Linked DNA regions of Ovis aries: region 2 is linked to region 1. A link is a contact called in public Hi-C data. All regions are on one chromosome and are shown on one strand. The core of a region is the stretch at or near the end of the contact, and the rest is flanking DNA. Distances in the headings are between cores, read along the strand shown.

Region 1 (7,202 bases), core at 2,522-5,021:
TGACAACGACCAAATGAGAGGATTTGAGCGCTGAGGAATGGATGCTTCTGAACTGTGGTGTTGGAGAAGGCTCTTCAGAGTCTCTTGGACAGCAAGGAGATCAAGCCAGTCAATCCTAAAGGAAATCAGTCCTGAATATTCACTGGAAGGATTGATGCTGAAACTGAAGCTCCAATAATTTGGCCACCTGATGTGAGGAACTGACTCATTGGAAAAGACCCTAGTGCTGGGAAAGATTGAAGGCAGGAGGAGAAAGGGATGACAGAGGATAAGATGATTGGATAGCATCACCAACTCGATGGACATGAGCTTGAGCAAGCTCTGGGAACTGGTGTTGGACAAGGAAGCCTGCCATGCTGTAGTCCATGGGGTCACAAAGAGGTGGACACAATGGAGCAACTGAACTGTACTGAACTGAATTGAGAGGATCATCAAAGCTGATCCTCTCACAACTACATGAGAATTTTCCCAAGAACTCAAGGTCTATCATCCTATAGCTGTTCGGCACTTGAAGCAAACTGGAAAGGTGAAAAAGCTCAATAAGCAGGTGTCTCATGAGCGGATCACACACAAAAAATAATAATAATCGTTGTGAAGTGTTGTCTTTTCTTATCCTATGCAACAACAGCAAACCATTTCTCAATTGGATTGCGACATGTGACAAAAAGTAGATAGATACAACTGGTGATGACCAGCTCAGTGGCTAGACTGAGAAGTTCTAAAGCATTTCCCAAAGCCAACTTGCACCAAAGAAAGGGTGACGGTCACTGTTTGGTGGTCTGCTGCTGGTCTGATTCACTACAGCTTTCTGAATCCTGGCAAAATCATTATATATGAGAAGTATTCTCAGCAAATCAATGAGGTGCACTGAAAACTGCAACACCTGCAGCCAGCATTGGTCAAAAGAAAGAGACCAATTCTCTGCGACAACGCCTGACTGCACACTGCACAAACAAAACTTCAAAAGTTGAATGAACAGGGCTACAAACTTTGGCCTCATTGGCTATATTCATGTGACCTCTTGCCAAACGACTACCACTTCTTCAAGCAACTCTACAACTTTATGCAGGGAAAATGCTTTCACAATCAGCAGGATGCAGAAAATGCTTTTCAAGAGTTCATCGAATCCTGAAGCATAGCTTTTTATGCTACAGGAATCAACAAACTTATTTCTCATTGGCAAAAATGTGTTGCTTGTAATGGTTCTGATTTTGATTAATAAAGATGTGTTTGAGCCTAACTATAATGATTTAAAATTCAGGGTCCGAAACCACAATTACTCTTGCACCAACCTAACAAATTTTTCATTCTTGATTTTGTGAGCGCTTTTGTTAGTCCTGCGCTCTAGGCAATGGAGGTGACATGCAAAGCTGAGGAGTTTATGGAACAGAACAGTAGACATGCCCAGAGGCTCTACTACTTTACATCCAATATCCCTTACTTGGCCTTCAGATTCTCCATGGTCAGGTACAAACTCTTCAAGTTAGTAGAAGGAGACAGAGATGAACCAAAAGTTCTGACTAATACCTTTTTTGTGATTTTGTATAAACTTATACCTGTCTCATCATGACATCCATCACTTAGGCCCAGCAAGAACATTAAAGTCCTCCATGACTGGTCTTCTTTTACAGCCTGGTTCCCACTGCCAAGCCTATATCCACCTTCACTCCTGCCTTCCCTCTGCCTGGAATATCTGGGTCTCCCTACTTCTCCAGTTAGAACTCAGCCAGCCCTTCACCACCTGCCATAAAATCTTTCCAAGCTGAAGAGCTGCAGTTCCTGCCTTTCCAGACCACTATTAGTTGCCTTGGGTCTCTGAAAGTGTCTCTTGGCCAAGCTTTGACCACAGCCCACCTGGCTCCCTGAGGTCAAAAGGACAGTAGTCAGCAATTTGTGGGTTTGGCTTAAATCAAAGGGAGACATTCTGATTTTTAAAAATGCAGTGAGGGCTTCTCTGGTGGTCCAGTGGTTAAGAATCCACCTTGCAATGTAACAGATGACAGTTCGATCCCTGGTGAAGGAAGTTCCCACATGCCATGGAGCAACGAAGCCCTAGTGCCACAGCTACTGAGCCTGGGTGCTGCAACTAGTGAAGCCTGCATGCCTGAGAGTCTGTGCTCTGCAACAAGAGGAGCCTCTGCTATAAGAAGCCTGTGCACTGCAACCAGGGAGTAGCCCCCACTCGCTGCACCTAGAGAAACCCACACAAAGTAACAAAGACTCGGCACAGTCAAAAGTAAAATTAAGTAATTGATTTTTAAAAGATAATAGCTTAAAAAGATGCAGTGAGCATTTTCAGTCATTTACATTTCAGTACACAGGTCATCCTTCCCTTCCTGGGAGTGACATCTGATGGGGAGGAAGGGCAAAGGATATGGAGATAGGAGCAACACTTGTATTAGGGAGCAATAGGATTTTGTTTTTCTTTAAAGAGAGGCCCCAGATCCTAGAACTAACAAGATCAAGAGTAGAAAGAGAGGCCAGACAATTCTCCCCTACATCAGTGTTGCTTAGAACGACTACTGTTGGGGAAGCCCTAACACACATGGCATTTACCAACTACTGAATAAACATCTGATTTCATGTTTCACAGTGCCCAAACCAGCCCGATGGCTTTAATCCTAGTCTTGTGATAAAATGACCCCAGATCTTCTTCTAGATGAAAGGTAGCAAAGAGCCTGCTGCCCAAACTTACTCAGAGAACATCACCAAAGCAATTTGCTTTGGTGGAGGAAACCCAATTCAACAATCCAAGAATTCCTCTACACAGGGGAAGTCCCACTCTGCAAGACTCCTGTCTGCTCCCCACAGGCTCACCCTGGCCATGAACTGTCAATTTGCTACAAGTGTATGCAGAGATAAGGTCAGAAAACTAGGATGAAGCTTTGAATGCTAAGTCATAGGGTATGGACTTTGGTCTTACAGCAAGGCCTTGCTGTAAGTGCCGCAGGGGAAAGAGTTGATGTGCAATGTGAGGCTAACCAGGGAACAAGCCTTGATGAGTTTCCACCTTCCCAGAGCCTCAATGTGACCATGGCTTCCACACCAAGTTGTGAGGATCAGCCTGGCCCTGGGCAAAGCTGATCACTTGATTTCCTTGGAAGGGACTCAGTCACTGAGGGCACTGTTGCTTCCCACAGGAGACGGCTGAGGTTAACATGGGGCGACGGACTGAAGATGGTTACGAAAGGTGCAAAAGAGACAGTGCCAGAGCACTTTGGCCCCAGAGAAATGTGTCAAAAGACATATCGAGAGTAACCTGCTTTTAGCTCTCTTCCAGAAGAAGGATTTACAGATGACCTGTTTCAACCTTGCTGATGTTAGGGTTTGCAGAAGTTAGAACTTTGAGCAGGTGCTTTTTCTTTACCATCCCCAAAGTAGGGGCGCCAGATGAGAAAAGGCTGCCTGACAGAGAACTTTTTTAAAATCAAGAGTCTTCGGTGGGCGATTAGAGGCTTCTCGCTCTGCGCCGTCTAATGGGGCGCAGGAACAGTTTTCCTCCACACCCGAAAGGGTCGAGAGGGAGATTCCCCGGATTTCTCACGGAAGCTCTCCGGGGCCCCACTTCTGTCCCGGACCAAACGTCGCGAGAGACCCTGCTTTCCGCGCCCTACTCGGTAGGGCCTCCTCCCTCCATCCAGCCCGCGCGCCCCAGCCTCCTCGCACCTTGACAGTGTCCAGCGGGTGTCCCACGAACACCAGGCACATGCCTCCAAAGCCGCCGGCCAGCAGGTTCTTGAGCGGGCTAATGGGCTTCACCTCGTCTGCCATGGTCAGTCCGTCCGTCACAGTGCCTGCGGTTTCCCAGCCGGCTCCGCTCCACTACTCCAGCCGCGGCGCCGGCGCCGCCGACCTTTCACCCACTTTCGGGTGGGCGGGGCCTGAGCCCGGGGCAGGTCGGGAGGAGGGCCTAGACGGCCTGCCGGCCCTGGCTTCCGCTAGCGGCGCTGCTTCCGGCCATAGCTCCTCCTCGATGGGCGTGGCTTGCGGGAGAGGGGCTGGCTCCTACGCCTTCTGGGCGGTGTTTTGGAGTGGCGGTAGGTGGGGGTGGACTGCAGTTCAGTTCAGTTCAGTTCAGTCGCTCAGCAGTGTCCGATTCTTTGCGACCCCATGAATCGCAGCACGCCAGGTCTCCCTGTCCATCACCAACTCCTGGAGTTCACTCAGACTCATGTTCATCGAGTCGGTGATGCCATCCAGCCATCTCATCCTCTGTCGTCCCCTTCGCCCCTGCCCCCAATCCCTCCCAGCATCAGAGTCTTTTCCAAGGAGTCAACTCTTCGCCTGAGGTGGCCAAAGTATTGGAGCTTCAGCATCAGTCCTTCCAATGAATACCCAGGACTGATCTCCTTTAGGATGGACTGGTTGGACCTCCTTGCAGTCCAAGGGACTCTGAAGAGTCTTCTCCAACACCACAGTTCAAAAGCATTAATTCTTCCGCGCTCAGCTTTCTTCACAGTCCAACTCTCACATCTCCTCCAGAAACTCTTCCTGAACTCACCCGTTTCCTCCCTTAAGTTTCTGGTCTTCTATCAACTCTGCTGAAGGCGACTGCTCTCTGCTGTGTGACAAAGCACCCTTTCAGGCGCTGAAGGCACAGCACACGGGTCTTTGTTCACTAGCAAAGTTAGTGAATAATGCGTAGTGTATCAAGTGGTGAGAACTACTATGAAGAAAAATAAATCTGGAGAGAGGATAAGGATTAGTATTGGGGGCGATGGGATGGGGGGGCAAGTAACCTGCAGTTTTAATTAGGTGAGTAAAGGACATTTTCATGGAGAAGGTGAGTGGATTCAAGACCTGAGAAACTGAGGAGGTGAGTTCTGTCCATATTTATAGGGGGGAGCGGGCTGGGCAGTGCAGGGAGGGAGGGATCTTCCAGGCAGAAGACTGCAAACTCCCTGAGATGGACTGTGTCTGGACTGTTTGAGGGACTACTGAGGCCGGCATGGTGCCAATGGTGACATATTAAGTGGGGCTTTGTGTGCCACTGTAAGGACATCAGCCTCTCCTTTAAGAAGATAGGAGCCATTCTGGGGTTCTGGGCAGAGGAGTGACATAGTCTGAGTTGTGAATTAACAGAATCCCTCTTACTGCCAGTTGAGAATAGAGTAAGAAGCAGAGAGACTTGAGGAGGCTAAAGGTCATAGTCAGAGATGCTGGATTGGATTGGATCAGAGAACAGCTGCGGAGAAGGCAATAGCACCCCACTCCAGTACTCTTGCCTAGAAAATCCCATGGATGGAGGAGCCTGGTAGGCTTCAGTCCATGGGGTTGCGAAGAGTCAGACATGATTGAGTGACTTCACTTTCACTTTTCACTTTTATGCATTGGAGAAGGAAATGGCAACCCACTCCAGTGTTCTTGCCTGGAGCATCCCAGGGACGGGGGAGCCTGGTGGGCTGCTGTCTATGGGGTCGTACAGAGTCGGACACGACTGAAGCGACTTAGCAGCAGAGAACAGCAGAGGAGGTGATGAGATGTGTTTGGATTCTGAATATATTCTGAAAGAAGAACCGAAAGGAATTGTTAATGGATATAACAATTAGGAGTTAAGTGAAGCCGCTCAGTCGTGTCCAACTCTTTGTGACCCCATGGACTGTAGCCTACCATGCTCCTCCATCCATGGGATTTTCCAGGCAAGGGTACTGGAGTGGGTTGCCATAAAGGTGATATTTATGTTTTTGACTTATTCACTCTCGGTGCACGGTATTCAGGTATCCACTATATAACTTGTCATTTCTGTATGTTTGAAATTTGTCAAATGAAAAATTTGTAAACAATAAGCATACCCCTACTCTGTAGCAGGAACCTCACTGCCCAGGTAACCTGATAGCAATCCTCCTCTGCAGGCACTCCCAAGCTAGAACGAAGCCTGGAATGGGGAGGATGGACCATGTACACTACGGGTGGAAAGATTAGTGACAGGAACAAAACTGGGATCAGGAAGTGGTGGGGCCTGACTGAGGCAGAAGACCTGTAAAGGGAGTGGAAGTCAAGGAGGCTGGGGCAAGGCTCAAAAGTGTTTACGCTATGCTATAGGCTTTTTCTAGATGAGGATGGGGAACCATGGAACAGTTTTAAGCACAGCGGTGACATGATCAGATTTGTTTAGAAAATCTATTTGGGATGGATGAATTTGTGTTGGGAGAGAATGGAAGCAAGGAGAACAGTTAAGAGAAAATTACAGTGGTCCAGGCAAGAGGTAGTGAAGGCATTAATTGAACAGGATGTTCATCACTGGATTGGCCTTATTGGAATGTCCAAGATTCAGGGTTTGGTAATAGGACCATGTTTATTTCACTTGTGACTTCTAACACTCCAGATGCAGAAGAGGAGCTAACTTAGAGTCAATCTGCATCAGAGCAGCTTCAGGAAGAGGTGCTGTTTGTTATAGAACAGCCCTCCTGATAAACTCTCCTGGTAGACCCTCTTGGTAAACCTTGACAGACCTGAACATGGACTTCACTCAAGCCCACAAGTTCTATTAAATCTTCATAGGGTAACTGATGATCCCCCAAACAAATGGTCTTCCTGTTTCCTCATCTGATAAGCCTTTACACACTGTTAGAAAACTTACCTGAAATTTAACCTGACTGTCATTCATTGCATCAGAATAGAAGTGGTTCAGGGCAGACAAGGCTTTTCATATTTCATGCTAGCTTACTGCTTCAACCGTGTTTTACCCTAGACTGTATCTTCCTCTCTGAGCAAACTTAGCTTCTACTGGTTTACCACACAGCCAGCCCTGTTACTTAACTGACCCCACCCTCCACTGCCCAGTAGCCAGGCCTTTACATATCCTGTCCCCTTCAGCACAACTCCCCACTCCAGGTAACATACCGATGCAGGAGATCGATACCAAGTTGCCCATATGCTAGACATCGTCCAACCAGTGGTCCTTAGCCATCTGGGAGGTGGAGAATTCCTGGCACCCTCTCCCCAGAAAAATGTACACATGCATATGCACCTCCAGGTTTGCTATCAGTTCCGCAAGCTTCATGTCGGGTGGCATCACTGACCAGTTGGTGATGGCCAGGGAAGCCTGGCGTGCTGCAGACCATGGGGTTGCAAAGAGTTGGGCACGACTGAGCAACTGAACTGAACTGAACTGAACCACAAGCTTCACAAGGAATGTGAAGCTATCTTTGTGAGGCAAGAGGGCCCCACCCAGCGTAGATACTGCAAGATGAAAATAGGAG
Region 2 (7,202 bases), core at 1,632-4,131, 73 kb before region 1:
GCAGATCAAGAAGCAACAGTTAGAACCGGACATGGAACAACAGACTGGTTCCAAATTGGGAAAGGATATGTCAAGGCTGTATATTGTCACCCTGGTTATTTAACTTATACACATATGCAGAGTACATCATGCAAAATGCTGGGGTGGATGGAGCAAAGCTGGAATCAAGACTGCTGGCAGAAATACCAATAACCTCAGATATACAGATGATACTACCCTTATGGCAAAAAGTGAAGAGGAACTACAGAGCCTCTTGATAAAAGTGAAAGAGGAGAAGTGAAAAAGCTGGCTTAAAATTCAACATTAAAAAACTAAGATTATGGCATCTGGACCCATCACTTCATGGCAAATAGATGGATAAATCATGGAAACAGCAACAGACTTTATTTTCTTGGGCTCCAAAATCACTGCAGATGGTGACTGCAGCCATGAAATTAAAAGATGCTTGCTTCTTGGAAGAAGAGCTATGACCAACCTAGACAGCATATTAAAAAGCAGAGACATTACTTTGCTGACAAATGTCCATCTAGTCAAAGCTATGGTTTTTCCAAAAGCTATGGTTTTTCCAGTAGTCATGTACGGATGTAAGAGTTGGACCATAAAGAAAGCTGAGTGCCGAAGAATTAATGCTTTGGAACTGTGGTGTTGGAGAAGACTCTTGGGAGTCCCTCAGACTGCAAGATCAAATCAAATCAATCCTAAAGGAAATCAACCCTGAATACTCATTGGGAGGACTGATGCTGAAGCTGAAGGTCCAATACTTTGGCCACCTGATGTGAAGATGTGATGTGACTCACTAGAAAAGACCCTGATGCTGGGAAAGACTGAAGGCAGAAGAAGGGGACAACAGAGGACAGATATGGTTGGACAGTATCACCAAATCAATGGACATAAGTCTGAACAAACTCTAGGAAATGGTGAAGGACAAGGAAGCCTGTCGTGCTGCAGTCTATGGGGTCGCAAAGAGTCAGGCATGACTGAGCAACTAAACGACAAATTAGCATTCTGTAGTGGACCCTTCTAATCTTCATTCTTCTTATATCCTTAATCCACCAAGTTCATTTACAAGCCTTATAATGTTTGTTAGGGTTTACGTCTTATTTGTGAGCAGGTAAGGAATATAACTGGTTCTTGACCCTACACTCCATTCTTCTGTATGATGGCTAAAAATCTCTATGTATCTACAATGAAGGGATGAGATGATACATACCACTCTCAATCCCTGATTTCTTAGAGACATTTACTCCCTGCAGTGCTGGTCTAGCTGTCCTCCAGCTTCCTCCTTCCCACTGATTTTCTGAACTAATGGAATACCTGAGAAACGGTGACTCCCCACATGACCTGTAGACAGGACGCCCTTTCTTGTCCAGCCTATAGGTGTGGGCCATGCCTTCTGTGCTGCACTGCCATTAATACTCTGCCTAATAGGAAACCAGGATCCTTAAAGAGACGGAGAAAAACTCGGGAGAAGGGAGTAAGAGAACAGACATCATTCTAATCCCTAAAACAGCATCAGGTAATGTTCTGTATAGAGCACTGCCCAACCCCTGGTAGCACAGGCTTTTGGAGCTGAGCCAGGTAAGGGATGGAATACAATGATTCCTTATCTTTCACCAAGCCGTTCTTGTTTCCACAAGGAAACAAGTTCATCTTAGGTCTGTCCTAAAGATTAAGGCAGACACCTTCCTGAGTTCTTAGATGTTACTGCTGTCACTTTTCACATTTTCGTAGGTATTTGGGTAGGGGGCTGAGGAAGCTGTTTTGAAGGCAGCTCATCAGATACTATGTTGAACTGCAAACTTCTTGGTTCTCCGTGCTCTTGATTGATGCTGTCATTGTCAGCCCAGTTTTCTAACCTAGAAATTTGGAACTCACTATTACTGCCTTCTTTCCACCTGTTACCCAATGAATACATCAAAATCTGCCTCAGAAATATTCTCATACTTGACCTTTATTCCATCTACCCTGTTACTCCTTGGTCCAGGATTTCAAAATGTCTTCTTTGAAAAATGCATTTAAAAAACCCTCATTTGGGAAACAGATGGGTACATGGGGATTATTATACTTTCTCTACTTTTGCATATGTATGGAAATTTTTCATTTAAAAAGTTGAAAATAATAAGTCTTTTAATGATGAGACTGACAGGATTGAGCTCGCTTATTTTCAGGCTTGCTCTTCTTCGGATTTTGGAGGAAAGTACTGTAGCACTTAGCTCATTTTTGTATTTTTAGACATTAATGTAACTGAGGCAACAAATGTTACATCCTGAAGTCTTAAGACACAGCACTATGATTTAAACAAAAGCAATTATTTTCATTAAAATCATTAATGTTTCCTATTTGTGAAAAATGGAGAAGGAAGTAGCAACCCACTCCAGAATTCTTGCCCGGGAAATCCCGTGGACAGAGAAATTGGTGGGCTACAGTCTATGGGGTCGCAAAGAGTTGGATATGACTGAGCACACAGACATTAGTAGGAAAACAGTGTATCTTTATTTTTTTTAATTGGTTTGGATGTTTTCGCTTTTCTTTTTGAACACCAGACAGCTCCTTTTTCTTCTTCCTCTGTTTACCTCAACCTCTCTACTTCTTCCTGATCCTGATCCCAAATTACTTTTCTCATTTTCTATATAAAAATCTATTCTTAGGTCTCTGTGATTGCTGTCCCTTATGGCTCTAAATATCAGGAAGCTTATCTCAGTGTAAAAGTTACCTGGGGAGTCCCAGCGTCAGTGTGATCCTCTCTGCAGCCTCAAGAACTACACTGAATGTCCTGAGATGCTCAAGACCTGCTGAAGACAAAGGCTAAAAGAGCAGCACAGCCCCTCACTTGAGGGAGTCAATGTTGCCCCCACTGTCCAGCAGATGTCACTAGTTAGTAACAGGGAACTGTACAAAGGAACAATAGATCAGCCAGCATAACCTCCTCCTCTAGGTTTTAACGGCTGCTTTCTTCATCCAGAAATGTGAATCACTAAAATGTACTTGTGAGAGAAAACCCCTTCATTTCTACCAGGCCTGGTCACTGGCGTCAGGCCCTGCGCTGTCCTGCTGGTTCCCGTGAAGAGTTGATACAGCCTGGTATATGAGAGAGCTAGGGTTGCCATAACAAAACACTACAGACTGGGTGCCTTTTTATTTTTTTTTCCACTGGGTGCCTTTTTAAACAGCAGTAATCTGTAAAATGAAAGGTTTTTGGTTTTTCAAGTTTTTAAAGTAACAGAATCAAACTGATATTTCAAACTCAAGGACAGTCAATGCTAATCTAGGACAAATTCAAGAAATCTGCCTTTAAAGAATTTATGGATTGTCTTCCAATTGATGTATTCATTGTTTGATGTAGAGGGGCTGTTCTGCTAGAACGCAGGATTTGGAAGCTGCAGTTTTTCAATTCCAATACTTTGTAGGGGAGAGGCAGCATCAAAGAGGGGAAGGCCTCATCTCTGAAGCTATGCACACTACAGTCTGAGGGTGGATACATCATTCCACAGTATTTCTCTACGTCCCCAGTCCTTGGTCTCTTCAACGGTATGACGGCATAACAATCCTAGAACCATGTTAAAGGGTTAATAGTATGAGGAGACATTTAAATACAAGGCCTGGCTCACAGGAGACACTCAACAACTGCGAGCTCTCCTCTGCTGCTTTACCTTCCAGGTTATTATTCAGTCAGACATCCTGAGTGTTGAATTCTCTTCTGCAGTGTCTGACAGAAGCACATGTATTCACACAAATAGTTTAGCTGAGATCCTTGGATCACATCAGGAGTCCATTCCCTAACTCTCTTTCCAGTTCATTTTATTAACTTTTTTTTTTTCCGTTGGCTGTACCTCACAGGCACATGCAGATCTTCCCTGACCAGGGACTGAACCCATGCTCTCTGCAGTGGAAGCAGAGTCTTAACCACTGGTCCACCAGAGAAGCTCCTCCAATTTCATCTCCTCTCCTATGGCCAGAGCAGCTGGGTCCCGTTTATCCTCCTTCAAGGCTTCAGACATTCTTCTACCTGGAATGCACCCTTCTTGGTACTATAGCCCAAGAATAACCATGTTTTTCAACTTCCAGTGCAATTTCTGCCTCCCTCCAAGAAGCACTTCTTGATTTTTTTTCTGCCTACAATAATTTCTCTTCCTGTTTCCCGATCCTTCCTGATCCGGCCATATTTACCAACACTGTTGCAAATGTTAACTATATACCAGTGAACAAAACAGATGAAATTCCCTGCCTGACTGGCATTTATACCCTTGCATAGTGAACTAGATGGTAAATGGGATAAGTAAGTTAAAAGAGGAAGGGCACTAAGGAGAAAATAAAGTAGGGAGATAGGCTGTGTTTGTGTGCTGGGGAGGGGCAAGGATTTCAGATAGGTCTTACTTAAGGCCTGAGAAGGTATCCTTCACATGAGGGTCTGAAGAATGTGAGTGAGCAGTTCACAAAGGTAGCTTTGGTGAGATATGGGAACAAAAGTCTGACTAGAATGGGCTCAAGAGAGAACAGAAGAGAACGGGAAGCATGTATGGACCACTCTTTCAAGAGGTTTTGCTATAAAGATAGGCAGAGAGAAAGAGTGGCAGCTGGAGAGGGAAGAGTGATTTGTAAAAGTTTCATTTTAAGAAGGGAGCACCAATGATATGCTGCTGAGAAAATCTAGCTGAAGGATGAAGATTATGCAGGATAAAGAAGAGGTAACTGCTGGAAGGATGAAGGGTTGAGATCTAGTGTACAGGTGGACAAATGGACTCACAGGCAGGTGGGGAAGGACAGACGTGGGAGTCTATGGAAATTCTCTTCTATTATTTCTGTTTCTTTAGTTAAATTGAGAAGATTATCTGCTAGGAATAGGAGCGGGAGGAGGTGTTATAGGTTTGGGGAGAAAGAAGGTATGAAAGACTTACCTAAGAGAACAAGAGAGTGAAAGAAGTATAGAAACAGTATGATTGTGGTCACCAAGAGCGTACTAGAGGTTAATGATCATGAACTGAGGGTAAGATCAGTCAGCAGGGCTGCGTGTCTTTCCTCCACCAAGTACAGATGCGGTGCAGACACAGAATATGTGGAGAATGGGTTTAACCAGAGTGTGGCTTAGCCAAGCAAATAAAAAAGGAAAAGACAACTGAGGGAAGTGGTTATAATCACTGATCAAGAAATTTAAGGTTAGTAAAGAGGAACTGAGAAAGAACGAAAAGGAGACAGATCAATGAGTTGCGAGAGCTGGAGGAGGACAGCACAGGAGCTGGTAGAAGACAGCGGGCAGCGGTGGGTGACCTGATCGAGAATACGGGGGGTTGTGACGCTGGTCCTACCACAGCACAACCACAGCAGTGAGTGGCTGAAGCAGGTGGAAGACCACAACCCTGGAGGAGAAGAGGTCAAGGAATGGAAGGACCAGACGCTGAGAGGATTCTTTATGTAGAAATGAGAACGAACCTGGAGTTATTAGAGGACTAAAACAAGGAGGGGGTGGCTGGGAGAATATAATGTGAGGCTTGAGGCTGAGGGGTCTAGGGAAAAGAGAGAGAGGTCTAGAAGCAACGCGGATCAATAGACACATCCACACATCTGCCATCAGTGTTACAAGGAAAGGGAAAGAGAAGTGAGGCTTGAGGGCAAGCCACGCTTTAGCTAGATCATGATGATGAAGACTGAACTGAGAGTATGGGCTAAGAAATTTACGGGATGTAGCTGAAGACTGAGCAAGAGTTCTAGCGGGTACAAGAATGGGTACTTGGGGATGGGACGGTTAGTACTTAGGCATTAAGCTATCTTTGGGCATTTTATCACCTTGACTGCTTCAAGTTATGTAACCTCTGCTTTGCCCCAGTTTCCCCACCCGAATAATGGGGTAATCAGAGCATGTAACTCATAGTGTTAGTGTAAGGATTATATTCAACAACACAAGGCAGGCATTTAGGAAGACCTTAAAAATGTGTACTGAGTACATAGCCGGCATTCAAAAAACCATTAGCTCTTGCTAACCAGCTATTTTCTCTGCTGCATAATCATTTTTGGTTCTGTTAAGAATTCTTTATTTTCATTTAACATTTGAGTGATATTAACAAGTTTTAACTTTTCAATAAGACTGTAGGAGCTAAGGGTGAGGGATAACACCAAGCACTTGTCTGTGTTCTGCAGAGTTCAAGGACTGAACACACTGACAAAGAGCCTACGCAGCAATTCATCTGTGACCCTCTGTGACCTCTGGAGGAGGCATCACTGCACTCTCCATTTCCCAGGCCTGTCCCAGATGCCAACAGCTAATATTACAAAACTTTGGATAAAACGAGGTGCAGGGAAGAACAGAAATGGGAGATAGCAGCTCATAAGTCTCATACCAGCCTTAATTCCTACTCTATTTCTTCTCCATAAATGACTCTTTTTTTCTTTTTTAGCTGCACCTCGAGGCATAAGGGATCTTAGTCCCTTTTCACCCCCAATCAGGGATTAAACCAGTGCCCCCTGTAGTGACAGCTCAGTCCTAACCACTGGACCACAGGGAATTCCTGTCTCTGTAAATGACTTTTTATAGGAAACAACACATTCTTCCATCTCCTTTCAACAGACTTTGGTGTACAGTCTTAGCAAAAACTTTCTGAAAACATAAATGAGCAGATTCTCTCAAAGAAAAGGACTGTTAGAAAAGGGATTTGGAGCCTTACTAAATATTAGGTCACAGGACAATTTAAAATCAAAAAACTTTCCCAAACAAGGGGATATGAAAGAATGACAGGACACATATAACTCGCATAGCAATTTTGAAACCCATTAACATCCCAACTGTACGACCAAATAAAGTAGATATATCCAGAAGCTTAGCATTTTAATTATAAGAAAAACTTTCAGAAAACATATTTATCAGTTCTATGAAAAAATGGGGACCTTCTCAGCTTAAGAACAATCATGAAATAAAGAGAGATGTATATAGTCAATACAGATTTACTGAGTACTTGCTGTGTGCCAGCAAGTATTCAAGGTACCAGTCACAGATCAAAATTTTTAAGTCAATAAAAGAGCAAAATTAAATAATCTAGATCACAACAGTTAAATGGGAAATGTATTATTAAACTAGTCGCATATAAAAAAATAAAAATAGACCTCCTGTATTTGGAAAATACTCATTTTTTGTTAATAATCAAAGGAATGCCAGATAAAACAATCCGAGGCACTATTTTACTTCTAAATTAAAGGAGTACATTTGTAAGTCA

The links. A called contact is a pair of places that touch in the nucleus more often than the background predicts.
Region 2: a Hi-C map of hypothalamus shows a contact between it and region 1, with 1.8 times the contacts expected there. The contact joins the enhancer-like site here to the promoter of SLC25A20 in region 1. A contact is called at or near these places in 2 of 16 Hi-C or Micro-C datasets (hypothalamus and omental adipose tissue).

What each region holds. Positions count from the first base shown.
Region 1 is chr19:51,086,990-51,094,191 of ARS-UI_Ramb_v3.0, reverse strand. It overlaps SLC25A20 (solute carrier family 25 member 20), which reads right to left and starts at 3,771. Exons shown (of 9, transcript NM_001127277.1): 1 at 3,667-3,771. The coding sequence starts at 3,771.
Region 2 is chr19:51,159,305-51,166,506 of ARS-UI_Ramb_v3.0, reverse strand. The region is part of intron 2 of PRKAR2A (protein kinase cAMP-dependent type II regulatory subunit alpha); the gene reads right to left. Among named protein-coding and RNA genes, the nearest start is that of PRKAR2A, 29 kb to the right of the region's middle. Within about 2 kb of position 2,881, at least 15 of the 54 cell types and tissues checked have an H3K27ac peak or open chromatin away from gene starts, as enhancers often do. A contact at or near this core is called in hypothalamus, where this site is marked.